Linked DNA regions of Mus musculus: regions 1 and 2 are each linked to region 3. A link is a contact called in public HiChIP or PLAC-seq data. All regions are on one chromosome and are shown on one strand. Each heading gives the region's core, a stretch centred on a gene start, on an enhancer-like site or on the middle of the called end of the contact. The rest is flanking DNA. Distances are from core to core; before and after follow the strand shown. Region 1 holds the start of Cldn3 (claudin 3). Region 2 has its middle 3.9 kb from the start of Gm46925. Region 3 holds the start of Lat2 (linker for activation of T cells family, member 2).

Evidence for each region. HiChIP or PLAC-seq counts read pairs in DNA pulled down with a chosen protein or histone mark.
Region 1: a FOXA1 HiChIP or PLAC-seq map of pancreatic cancer cells shows a contact between it and region 3. The contact joins the promoter of Cldn3 here to the promoter of Lat2 in region 3. A contact is called at or near these places in 3 of 39 promoter capture datasets (the 3T3-L1 cell line, cranial neural crest and maxillary cranial neural crest), 1 of 484 Hi-C or Micro-C datasets (nephron progenitors) and 1 of 115 datasets of contacts at active chromatin or transcription factors (pancreatic cancer cells).
Region 2: a FOXA1 HiChIP or PLAC-seq map of pancreatic cancer cells shows a contact between it and region 3. The contact joins the enhancer-like site here to the promoter of Lat2 in region 3. A contact is called at or near these places in 1 of 39 promoter capture datasets (cranial neural crest), 6 of 484 Hi-C or Micro-C datasets (ECoMG-derived neutrophils, Th1 cells, bone marrow-derived macrophages and 3 more), 2 of 115 datasets of contacts at active chromatin or transcription factors (fetal liver and pancreatic cancer cells) and 4 of 9 other capture datasets (adipose tissue, embryonic stem cells, liver and 1 more).

What each region holds. Positions count from the first base shown.
Region 1 is chr5:134,983,777-134,987,834 of GRCm38.p6, forward strand. Cldn3 (claudin 3) reads left to right here and starts at 2,438. Exons shown (of 1, transcript NM_009902.4): 1 at 2,438-3,700. The coding sequence starts at 2,669. The coding sequence ends at 3,328. Wbscr25 (Williams Beuren syndrome chromosome region 25 (human)) reads right to left here. Exons shown (of 5, transcript NR_026907.1): 5 at 3,657-3,814.
Region 2 is chr5:134,350,245-134,354,607 of GRCm38.p6, forward strand. It overlaps the pseudogene Gm7033. Among named protein-coding and RNA genes, the nearest start is that of Gm46925, 3.9 kb to the left of the region's middle. Within about 2 kb of position 2,672, at least 52 of the 459 cell types and tissues checked have an H3K27ac peak or open chromatin away from gene starts, as enhancers often do. A contact at or near this core is called in adipose tissue, bone marrow-derived macrophages and pancreatic cancer cells, where this site is marked.
Region 3 is chr5:134,612,190-134,616,443 of GRCm38.p6, forward strand. Lat2 (linker for activation of T cells family, member 2) reads right to left here and starts at 2,836. Exons shown (of 13, transcript NM_020044.3): 1 at 2,700-2,836.

The DNA of each region.
Region 1 (4,058 bases), core at 1,188-3,687, 370 kb after region 3:
CCTCTGTGTGTGTGTGTGTGTGTGTGTACTGCAGCAAGCACGGGGAGGTCAAAGAACTACTTTGGAGAATGGGCTTTTTTTCATCTTTGAAGTAACAGGGATCAAATTCAGGTTGTCAAGCTTGAAAACAAGGGCTTTTGTCCTCTGGACCATCTGCCTCCAGAAAGCCTTCATCTAGCTGGATGGATCTCAGCTTCCTAGCTAATTGCAAAGCCCCTGGGGCCCTCACAACACGAGGTCATCCCTGGACATAGAGCCCTGGCAGGACAGGTTGCTGAAACAAGGGAAAGTGCTAAGTCAATTACCTCTCAGAGCACCCAGCCCTGTTCTAGGCATCGGGAGTGTCACATAATAAAACAGGCAAAAATGTTTGTCCTTGGAACATTCTGAATGTCCTGGTGGTGGTAACAGACCGGAGCAGAGACAAAGAAACAAATAAATGAGAAACCAAGCGTGGCCTCTCTCACAAAGAAGCTTGCCACTTGTGCAGGGGAGGCAAAACAACCTGGAGTTTAAGGCCACCCTGGGGCGGGGAGGAGTGGAGGGGGCGGGGTGGGGGGGACCGGGAGGAGGGAGCGGGAGGGAGAGAAAAAAGGAAAGCAGGGAGAGAAAAGGAGGGAGGGGGGAAGAAAGGAAAGCCAGAGGCCACTTTAGATAATGTCAAATATGAAAGAAAACAAAGGTATCAAAGTGGCAAAGAGAACAGTGCTTCCAGCACATGGGAAGCAGAGGCAGGTGGATCTGTGAGTTCCGGGCCAGCCTGGTCTACAGCACAAGTTCCAGGACAGCCAGGGCTACAACAGAGAAACCCTGTCTCGAAAACAAAACAAAACAAAACAAAACAGAAAAAGAACGTGGCATTGTGGGTAAGAAGCTGGGACGATTTTGTTGTCCTGTTTCTATTTGGGTGCAGGGTTCCAAGCCACCCACACTGACCTCCAAATCAGCTGGGGAGGATCTCGGTGTGGTGCTTGCTGAAGTGCCATCCATCTATTAGGGTTTATTCCGTGCCAGGGACAGACCAGAGGCTTCGTGCAGGCTGGCCAAGCACTCTAGCCACTGAGCTCCATCTCCAGCCTCTGAAACTATGAAGCGAGGTCAGTGAGCTATGCGGAGAGCTGTAGGAGTGTCTCATGGAGAAAGGACCCCAAGCACGGGTCCTCGAAGAGGATGTATAGGAAACTAAACCAAAAGAGCTGTATCCTAGCTGAGGTGAAGGGAAGAGGCAACGGGAGAAGTCGGAGCATGCGCCACCCCAAGGTGTGCGGCAGGGGAGTCAGTGTCCGGAGGCAAAAGGAATTGGTGTTTTGGGGGCTTTTTTGGTGTTACTTTGTAGCTTGTTTGAGCCAGGGTCTCATGTAGCCCATCTGGCTTTGAATTCTCCGTGTCGCCAAGATGGTCTTGAACTCCTGCCTGCCTCCACTTTCCCAAGCTCTGGGACTACAGGCATGGCATGCTGCACAGGGCTTCTGCACAGGAGTTGTGAGACACAGTTTCGCTGTATCTGGCCTTGAACTCACAGCTGTCTGCTTGCCTCAGCCTCAGGCAGGAGCCAACACACCTGGCTAGACGTCTTTTTTTTTTCTCATGTGTATCAAATCTCTTTCCCACTGTTCACTCACCCTGGTACTCACTCTGCCCCGCCCCCACCCCCAAAGGAAAGAAAACAAGACTCCATCTAGAGAACCTCCGTGGGGGAAAGCAGCTTCTAGGTGGGCGGGCATTTGAGCTAAGCCATGTAGGCTTGCCACCAGCCCAGGTCACATGAGGGTGCTGGACAAGAATTTGAACTCAACACCGGTCCCTGAGGTGCAGAGTGGGCTCTGCAGGTGGTCGTTGTCCCTGGTTTCAGAGTTCTGTATATCAGGTTGCACTTGGACAAGGCCAGAGTGCTTGTGTCAAAGCCTGAGGGACTTGGAGCAGGTGCTACAATTCCATCCACCTACGGCGACAAACAGCCTCAGCCACGCCCCCACCTAGGTCCTCCCAGTCCGGGTTGTCCAGAGGAATTGGCCGCGCCTCCATCCTACGCCTCCCGCGCTAAAGAAGACGGAGGTGGGGGACAAGAGAGTCAAGCAGTTTACAATTGGTGATTTGCACTTCAAATCCTTGAAGCGCCCCTCCCACTCTGTATAGCTCTAGAGAATTCGTTATGCTTAAGGAGCTTGGGGAGGTTGGGAAGGGAGGGAGCTTAGACGACCCCGCCCTCCTTCGATACACACTCTCCCACCCCACCCCCACCCCCGCCACACACAACACATACACTTCAGCATTGAGGTTCTAGCCAAATCCTTTCTCCTATGGTGAAGGGGGTTGGGGAGGACGGACCGGACTGGACGGGACACACGTCACTGTCCCCTGGGCCAGAAGAGCGAGCTCCACCCTCCTCCTCTAGGCACCAAGCTAAGTCCAACCCACCCCATCCCAGAGCCAACCCAGTCTCAGAAGCCAGTCTCCAAAGCCACAGGCAGGTGCAGGGGCAGTCTCTGTGCGAGCCCCAGGAGAGGAGCCGTTAAGCGCGCTCCGTCCTTTGCCACCCACCCGTCGTTCCCGGCGACAGACGTCCGTCAGTTTTCGAAGGGCAGTTGATTCCCAGGTCCAGCGGCCGCGATCCCTGGTCTCCCAGTCCCCTGAGCTGCCCGGCCGAGCCGGTTCAAGTCCAGCAGCCATGTCCATGGGCCTGGAGATCACCGGCACGTCGCTGGCCGTGCTGGGCTGGCTGTGCACCATCGTGTGCTGCGCCCTTCCCATGTGGCGCGTTTCGGCCTTCATCGGCAGCAGCATCATCACGGCGCAGATCACCTGGGAGGGCCTGTGGATGAACTGCGTGGTGCAGAGCACCGGTCAGATGCAGTGCAAAATGTACGACTCGCTGCTGGCCCTGCCGCAGGACCTGCAGGCCGCCCGAGCCCTCATCGTGGTGTCCATCCTGCTGGCCGCCTTCGGGCTCCTCGTGGCGCTCGTGGGCGCCCAGTGTACCAACTGCGTACAAGACGAGACGGCCAAGGCCAAGATCACCATCGTGGCGGGAGTGCTTTTCCTGTTGGCGGCTCTGCTCACCTTAGTACCGGTGTCCTGGTCGGCCAACACCATCATCAGGGATTTCTATAACCCGTTGGTGCCCGAGGCCCAGAAGCGGGAGATGGGAGCTGGGTTGTACGTGGGCTGGGCTGCCGCCGCGCTGCAGTTGCTAGGGGGCGCCTTGCTGTGTTGCTCCTGCCCACCGCGCGACAAGTATGCACCCACCAAGATCCTCTATTCTGCGCCGCGATCCACCGGCCCTGGCACCGGTACCGGCACCGCCTACGACCGCAAGGACTACGTCTGAGGGGCCGGGTGCACGCAGACCGTACCGTCACCACTACCAGCAGTCGATGAACCCCACCCGTCCAGCGTGCAGCCTCGCGTCTGAGACCACCCCACCTTCCAGATGGTGACAGACGACACACAGTCTGCTTGCTAGGCTGGAAGAGGACAGACAGGCTGGCATCTCCCCTTCTCCGGCTGCCACCTGACTACCGGGCCTAGGAACTGTCCAAGCCGAATGGACAAAGAAACCTCGCCCTTCCCAAGAACTGGGCTGGGGTGGCCACTGCAGCTACTTGCCAGCCCCGCAGAAGCTCACAGTGGGCAGAGACAGGCAAACCATGAAACGGGCCATTTCATATTTTTCAATAAAAGTCTTTCGTTTTTTGCAGTCGCTGGAGCTTCCTTATCCTGAACGCCACCGCACAGGCTACCACCTCCCCTACGGGGCACCTGCTGGGGACTGTCCCTCGAATAGCCCTCATCACGGGCAGCGAGCTTTAAACAGCTTCACAGGTTGAGTAAGGAGAAAGTGGGGGTACACATGAGTTTTTGTGCTCACTAGGTGGGTAACACTTGGGAGATATCCCAGCACTGATCTCCACAGACCCTATGGCGAGCGAGGTTTATCTAGCAATCCAGCCAGAGGGCGTATGAGGAACTCTGCTGGAGAGGGGCAAGGGGAAGAACACAGGGACTCTTCTCTGGGACAGCCTAGTTGGTTTGTGCTTGTATCCACAGCCTTGCTCCGG
Region 2 (4,363 bases), core at 1,422-3,921, 260 kb before region 3:
ACTCGGAGTGCAGTACTTGGAAGGAAGAGGCCACCTGGTCTCTGGTCTACTTCCAGGACAGCCAGGGGTACACAGTGAAACCCTGTCTCAACACACATGCCTCTCCCTCCTTCCCCCTCCTCCCCTTCCTCCTCCCCTCCCTCCCTCCTCTCTCTCTCTCTTTCTCTCTCTCTCACACACACACACACACACACACACACACACACACTCAAGGCCATCTTTAGCAACATGAGTTAGAGGCCAGACTGGGTCACCTACAACCCTATCTCAACAAAAGGCTTTGCTTTGGAGGGATATCCCCCCCCCTTTTTTTAACGGGTTTTTGTTTTGAGACAGGGTCTCATGTAACCCCACTGGTCTCCCACTCCTGCACACCCGATCCTCTTGTCTTCTCCAGGATTGGGATTATATGTGCCCCACCCACCGAGCCCACTTGTATTCAGTGCTCGGTGGAATCTAGGGCTTGCTGCATGCTAGGCAAAAGCACCTCACCACCTGAGCTACATTCGCCTGGCCCGGTTTGTTTTGATTCAGGAGCTGTGGAGAGCCCAGACCCACTGAATTGCAGCACTCTGTAGTCTGCTCACAGCCTTGGGATCGGTTTCCCAGCGCCGGCTCCACCCAGAGGCTCCACCCACTTGCTCTGATCTATTTGCCTTGAGTCATAGCGTGGGTGTGTCTAGACCACAGACAGGCGCCAGTGGCTGCTCCCTGTATAAGGGCGCCAGGTACCCAAGGCTCTGTCTAACCAAAAACCTAGGTTCCAGCCATGGGTAAAAGGTGGATATGAGACTCAGCTAGAAGACTGATGGGGGTCGGGGGTGGGGAGCTGGAATATCGTATCGAGAAGTTAACTTATGTAACAGGGACAAACATCCTGGGAGCTGTTTTCCTTTTTTTTTTTTTTTTTTAAATTAATTAATTAATTAATTTTCTTTTCTGTTTTGAAATGTGGGGGAAATGTGGCTTTGGTTATATAGTATCCTGAGCCACGCCCCAGCTCCTCACGGGGGTGGGGTGGGGGTGGGTTGTAGAGTAGGTGGTTGAAGCCCTCCTTTAAAGGGTTTGTTTATTGAGGCGGGGTCTCACTATGAAGGCTCCCAGACTGAGATTTTTGCCTGCTGCTGCATCTAGAGTTGATCTAAGGGTTTTTTACATTTAAAAAAAGATTTATTTTTATTACCCTAAATTGTGTGTGTGTGTGTGTTTAGAAATGTACAGTCCATTCACCTGTTGGGCTGGAGTTACAGGCAGTTATGAGCCACGGGACATGGGTACAGGGAAGTAAGCGTGGCACTGTTGCAAATGGACACACCGAAATGGCTAGGCTGGACCTTCTGTCTGCCCTGCCCCATGTTTTTGTTTTGTTTCCTTCCAGTTCAGGGTTTCTCTGTGTAGACCAGGTTGACCTCAAACTCACCACAGATACACCACACCCAAAGTCTGTTTTTTGTTTCTGAGAAAGGGTCTTATGTAGCCCAGGCTAGCCTCCCAACTTGCTATGTAAAGGAGAATGACCTTGGGGGCTGGAGAGATGGCTCAGTGGTTAAGGTCCTGAGTTCAAATCCAAGCAACCACATGGTGGCTCACGACCATCTATAATGGGGTCTGACGCCCTCTTCTGGTGTGTCTGAGGACAGCTACAGTGTACTCACATAGAATAAATAAATCTTAAAAAGAAAAAAAAAGAAAAGGAGAATGACCTTGAATTTGTCCTCTAGCCTTGGTCCCAAATGCCGGGTGGCAGGTGCCACAGGGTCTTGGAATGAGTTCATCAGGTTTTCAACTAAAGATCCTCCTGCCTCAGCCTTCTAGGTAGCTGGGACTGTAGGCACACCATGGGCCAGCCATCCCCATTGGAGGAGTTAGTTCCCTGTAAATAGGATGGTGGTCCATGATAGAGCCTTGGAGCTTGAGGAGAAAGAGGGATGAGTGTGGGGTTCTGAAAGCCTGCGACTCCAGCATTTGGGAGGTGGACACTGGAAGACCTTGAGTTCAAGGTCATCTTCAGCAACATAAGAAGTTGAGGCCAGCCCGGGCAGTGGTGGCGCAAGCCTTTAATCACAGCACTGTGGAGGCAGAGGCAGGTGGATTTCTGAGTTCGAGGCCAGCCTGGTCTACAGAGTGAGTTTCAGGACAGCCAGGGCTACATGAAAAAAACCCTGTCTCCAACCCCCCCTCAACCCTCAAAAAAAGAAGTTGAGGCCAGCCTAGACTACATGAGACCCTGTCCGTCGAGCCTCTCCACCCAAATGCAGAGAAGCCAGACAGAGAAAAGAGTGAGTGTCCCAGTGTGGTGTGGAAAAGAAGGCCAGCTGGGAGCTGACTGGTATGTGTGGTGGTGGCTGGGTACCAGAGGGGGCAGGGAGGGGACAGTTCACAGGGGTGTGCCAACTTTGTGGCTTGTAACAGCTTTCTAGGAGGAAGCTGATCCAGATGTCTGGAACAGGGCCTCTCTTCCAGCTGGGATGCAGAGCCATCCCGCAGGCCTGGGAGAAGTATCTGGACTGGTCTGTCTGTCTGTCTGTCTGTCTGTCCGTCCTTGCCAGAGCACTCATTCTGACCGGAGAATCAGAGCCAGGTCCTGGAGTCTTCCTGTTCTCCTTTCCAATAACCAGCATGTAAGGCTCAGACAAGAACATGAAAGGGATACAAGAAGAGGAAGCATTCCTGTGACAGGGCTGGGGCTGTGTGTGTGTGTGTCTCCACTGAGAGCTTTGGCAGAGGCTGAGGGTCAAGAAGTCCAGTACAGTCAGCATTTTCTAGTGTGGACATAAAGATAACATGGTATTTCTCCTTTTTTTTGTGGGGGGGGCGGAACTTGAGACAGGGTTTCTCTGTGTAGCCCTGGCTGTCCTGGAACTCACTCTGTAGACCAGGCTGGCCTCGAACTCAGAAATCTGCCTACCTCTGCTTCACAGGTGCTGGGATTAAAGGTGTGCGCCACCACTGCCCAGCATTATTTCTCTCTCCTTTCTAGGACATTTTGTTTTAACATATGGTTTCAGGAAAGAAAAAAAAAAAAAGCTAGGCAGCAGTGGTGGTGGTGGTGATGTGTCTAATTTTAGGCCTGAGGAGATGGCTTAGCTGTTAAGAGCATTGATTTTGCTGGAGCTGCAGCAGGTGGTGGCAGTGGTGGGGTGGGAGCAGTGACTGGTGTTTGTTTCCCCCCTCAGTGGGTGAGTGGGGAGCTGGTGACGCTCCCTATCCCCCTAAGGGGTCATGGCTGATTTTTTTTTTCTTTAGGCGATTCTGGAGGTTTTTAGCTGTGGGAAGAGTGTCCCCCTCCTCCTGGTCTCCTGCTTCTTACTCTTTCTGGATAGGATTTGTTGAGAAATTTTTGCCCCACTCTTGTGGGTGACTTGGGTCACCCTCCCGGTCTCAGTTTTTTTTCTTTCTTTCTCTTTCTTCCTTTCCTTCCTTCCTTTCTTCCTTCCTCTTTCTTCTTCCTTCCTTCCTTCTTTCCTTCCTTCCTTCCTTCCTCCCTCCCTCCCCCTCTTTCTTTCTTTTTTTTCTTTATATCTCGTTCCCCCGTTTGTGTTGTGTGTGGAAATGGCGAACTCGGCAAACACAAACACCGCGCCTAAATTGTATAGATCTGTGATTGAAGATGTTATTAATGATGTTCGAGACATTTTTCTGGATGATGGAGTGGAGGAACAGTTCCTGATGGAACTAAAATCACTGTGGGAGAATAAACTAATGCAGTCTAGGGCAGTAGACGGATTTCATTTGGAAGAAGAGCAGCTTTTGTTGCAAGTTCAGCAGCAGCATCTCCACCACCATCAGCGAGCCCAGCATCAGCATCAGCATCGCATCTCCACCACCATCAGCCAGCACAGCATCAGCAAGCACGGAACCAAAAGATTCTTATTCCTGCATCACAGCAAGCTATGGCACCACAAGTTAATGTTTCCGATTCTAAGTTGATACAACATATGAATGCATCAAGTATTCCCAGTGCTGTTGCTACAGTTGCTACCTTGGCACTTCCTGCAGGCTTACCTCCTGTTCAACAGATACTAACCAATTCAGGCCAGCTGCTTCAGGTGGTCAGAGCAGCCAATGGTGCCCAGTCTATCTTTCAGCCTCAGCAGTCAGTTGTTCTACAACAAGTTATACCACAAATGCAGCCTGGTGGAGTCCAAGTACCTGTTATCCAGCAGGTCCTAGCCCCACTTCCTGGAGGGATGTCACTACAGATGCGTGTCATCATTCAAACACAGCAAATCTTATTTACAGGAAATAAGACCCAGGTCAGTCCTACCAACAGTGGCAGCACCCGCCCCGGCACAAGCTGGACAGCAGCAGCCACAGGCCCAGCCTGCCCAACAGCAAGCTCCGTTGGTGCTGCAAGTTGATG
Region 3 (4,254 bases), core at 1,586-4,085:
AAGAGACTCTGCCTCAAACCATAAAGAGGCCTGGGGCATACATTTGCTTAGAGTCTCCCAGGGATGAACTTAGAATCTCCCAGTGAGGGTGTGGCTTAGTGGTAGAGTAACTGCCTAGCATCTCTCAGTATGCGGCTGTGGGCATGACTCAACAGTAGAGCACCTGCCTGCCTAGAATCGCTCAGGAAGGGATATACCCATGTTTAACTAGCAAGGGCAAGGCACTGGGGTTCCATTCCCAGCATGAGGGGGGAAAAGGTGGGGGAGGGGGTGCTGGAGAGATGGCTCAGAGGTCAAGAGCACAGATTGCTCTCCCAGGGGACCTAGATTTGATTCTTTTGACACCCACATGGCAGCTCACAACCATCTATAACTCCAGTTCCCGGGGGACTCCACCCTCTCCCAGCCTTTGTGTGCACCAGGCATGAATGTGGTACACACATGTACATGCAAGGCAAACAATCATTCACATACATTGTGGTTTGGAGACAGGGAGTCACTGTGTAGCTCTGGTGAGTCTGAAACTCACTGTGTAGACCTGGCTGGCCTGGAATTCACAGAGAATGGCCTGCATTTGTCTCCTAGGTGCCGCAATTATAGGCTTGTAGCAGCATGTTCCAACTTACATAAATATTTTAAATTAAAAAAAAAAAGACAGCCGAGTGTTGGTGGCACACGCCTTTAATCCCAGCACTAGCACTTAAGAGGCAGAGGCAGGTGAATTTCTGAGTTCGAGGCCAGCCTGGTCTACAGAGTGAGTTCCAGGACAGCCAGGGCCACACAGAAAAACCCTGTCCTGAAAAACCAAAAACGACAACAACAACAACAAAAAAAACCCATTGCTGGAGGAGGAGGAGGAGAAGGAGGAAGAGAGGGAGGGAGGGAGGGAGGGAGAAAGAGAGAGAGAGAGAGAGCACTTCTTCAATGGTAAGATGCCCACCCCTCACTCACATCCTGTAAGCAAACCTAATGAAACTCATTGGGCCACTACCCTATCCCACTCCCACTGAGAACATAATATATCAGGAGGGGATTAGTTGGGAAGAGAGCAGGGACCAGTGGGAACCGGGAAGGACAAGAGAGGTAATTTGGGGGTGAATATGACCAAGATGCATGTTGTATGGAAGTGTCACAAGCCTCTTAGTATGCATAATGAAAGCATACTGATAAAAAAAGACTGAAAGGGGCCTGGTGAGGTAGCTTGCAGGTGAGAGGTGCTTGCGACCGAGTCTGATGATCTGAATTCATCCCCAGGACCCACACGGTGCTGAGAAGTTATCTCTCAGAAGTTATTCTCTGGCCTACACCGTGCTACATGCACATCCATCCACACATGTGGTAATAAAAGAATGTATTAAAATATTGAAAAAAAAAAGGCAGGTGTGAGTACATGGGGTGCTTCCTGGACAGGGCCTGGGGCTTGCTTCTCAGTTGGGGATCCCTCTGAGCCCAAATGTTTTCTTCCTCCCAAGGAGCAAATGGAGGTTCAGAGAGGCGCATACTGTGCCACAAAGAAACACTGGAAAAGATGGAAACCCAGAGCAGGCCCGGTGAATTCCCTCTATCCTATCTGATGCTCTCTACCCTGAGAGTAGAGGCAGAGGGTGAGGGGAACAGAGGGTAGGGCTGCAGGAGGAATGGCCCAGCAGTCTCAGAAGGCCCCAAGGGGCCAGGCAGGGCTAGCTGTGGGTGTGTGGGGGACCGCCACAGCTCTGTGGCTCCGTGGGCCAAAATAGCTCAAAGGGAAGTGGGCAGTTTTCATATGAGCAAGGCTTGCTTCTGAGGACTGCATCGGAGCTTCTAACCTCAGTGGCCCTTCGTGAGTGATCACTGCGGCAGCTCGTTCTTCGGGGTAAAAAGGCCATGAGGGTCTGTTGGATGAAGTACATGACCCGTCTCACACCAGGGATGGCTTTATTCATGGGGTGCTACTCTGAGGCCTGCAGGCTTAGCTGAATAACATTTCTGTGGTTTGAGCCTTTGCGGCAGGGCCTCACAATGGAGTACTGCCTGGCCTTGAACTTAGGGTCTCCCCACCTCAGCATTCCTAATGCCCTGATGGAGGAGTGTACAGTACCCAGTCTGACCAAATAACTTGGGCCTTCAAATGAGGCGGAGAGAAGACCCTGAAGACACCTACTGGAGGCCAGCGGGCGACTGTTCACGTACATATGTGAGTATGTCTATGTACAGAGGTCTGGCAGGCCTTGTCCCTGGTCAATCTGGGCCACCTGTTCAAAGCCGGAACCAAGGAGCCCACCAACGTTACAAGGATTATCTGTCAGAAAGTACAAGCTGGCTCAGGCCTGGATGGACTTCTGGGGATAGCAACTTCCTCCTGGCTGGAACAGGGCTTGGGCACAGTTCCCCAAAGCATCCAAGTTCCATACACAGGCCTGTGGCATTAGCCAACCCTCAACGGGCGGGAGAATCTCACATCTCTGGCTCTTAGCTGGCCCTCTCCAGTCACTGGTAGTGACAGAACCACCCTAGGGGCTTCTTGGGGGGTCTCAGAGGCTAGGGGTTTGGGAAGCCAATGATAGATAAGTGGGTGCCTGGAGCCCTGCATAGGCTTTCCTTAAGGGCCACAGCACTAGGCCAGGGTGGGAGGTATCAGGTATCTCGGCTTCCGCTCCGTCTATCCCTAAGGGTCTTGTGGGGTGTAGCACAACAGGGGAGCACCCCTGGGAAAGGCTTACCTGAGGGTGAGGGCTCCTCACCATGGCCCCTTCATCTTGTGCCGCACACCTGCCCAAGCTGATGCCAACACCACTGACTCTGGTGAGCAGTGGGCAAGGCAGTTGGCTTCCTGTCACTACTGAATCATCTCCTCTACATCCGCCTCGGCCAGACTACTAGGGTGGTTAATGACAAAGTGGGTGGAGCAGAGACAGAAAAAGATGCAGAGATACAAAGCGAAGTTAAAGCTGGGCATGGTGGTGTGTGCTGTTAAATGCCTGCACTTGGGAAGCAGAAGCAGGCAGAGCTCTGAGTTTGAGGCCAGCCTGGTCTATATAAGCTAGGACAGCTACAGTGAGACCCTGTCTCAAAAAAGACTCCCTGGGTAATGGCACGTTCCACCAAGCTGGACAACTTGGAACCAGAGGAACCAGGGTTCCTATCACCAGGAACCATGAAGTGAGTGTCTAGTTGTCCTCTGATGCATATGTACATACACACAGGCTTATGTGCAGTGTGCATGTGCACACACATGCACATGTATGTGCACACACTCCTGGGGGTGGAGAGGCAATAAAAAAGAAAACAGACATAGGGAAAATGGGAAGTGAGAGATGGGCACAGGCACGGGCAGACTGAAAGCCAAGCACACACAGTACATGCCCACCACAGAGCAAGGTCACATGGAGGAGGGAGGGCTACAGTGATCGACGGGTAGAGAGTCAACCCCAGAGTTCACATGGACACAGACATGGAGAGGACGGAGTTTCGAGGGACATGTACACACTCACGCACGTGCCACAGTCAGACACCAGAGATGGGGACACACACACACAGATGCACAGGTCAGGAGAGGACCAGAAAGACAGAGAGGCAGATATGTAGACGCTGACAACCACAGGTAAGAGGAAGCTAGAATCCTTCCAGCATCCACAGGCATCTGAGAATGGGGATCAGAGAGAGAGATTAGGGCAGTGGAATCCCATAGAACAAATACTAACCGGCAGATAAAAGAGATAAGGGACAGAGGATACAGGGAGAAAGACGGGAATAAAGATGGCAGATGGAACAAAGGACCACTGTGCCAGAGACAGCTGGATAGACAAGCTGCCTCTGTGTGTGGGTGGTGGTAGTGGGTGAATGTAGAGGCCAGAAGTCAGTCTTGGTGTCTTCCACATTTTAGTTTCTTTGAGACCGAGTTTCTGTGTAGCCCTGGCTGTCTTGAGACTCACTCTGTAGAGCAGGCTGGCCTTGAACTCAGATTTATGCAGACTGTGTCATCTACTTTTTAAAAACCAAATTGTCAGCCGGGCGTGGTGGCGCACGCCTTTAATCCCAGCACTCGGGAGGCAGAGGCAAGTGGATTTCTGAGTTAGAGGCCACTATGGTGAGTTCCAGGACAGCTAGGACTATACAGAGAAACCCTGTCTCGAAAAACCAATCCAAACCAACCAAACAAAAAAACCCAAATTGTCTTTATTACATCTATTTCTTTGTACGTTAGTTCTTTTTTGTTTGTTTTGAGACAGGGTTTCTCTCTCTGTGTAGCCCTGGCTGTCCTGGAACTCACTCTGT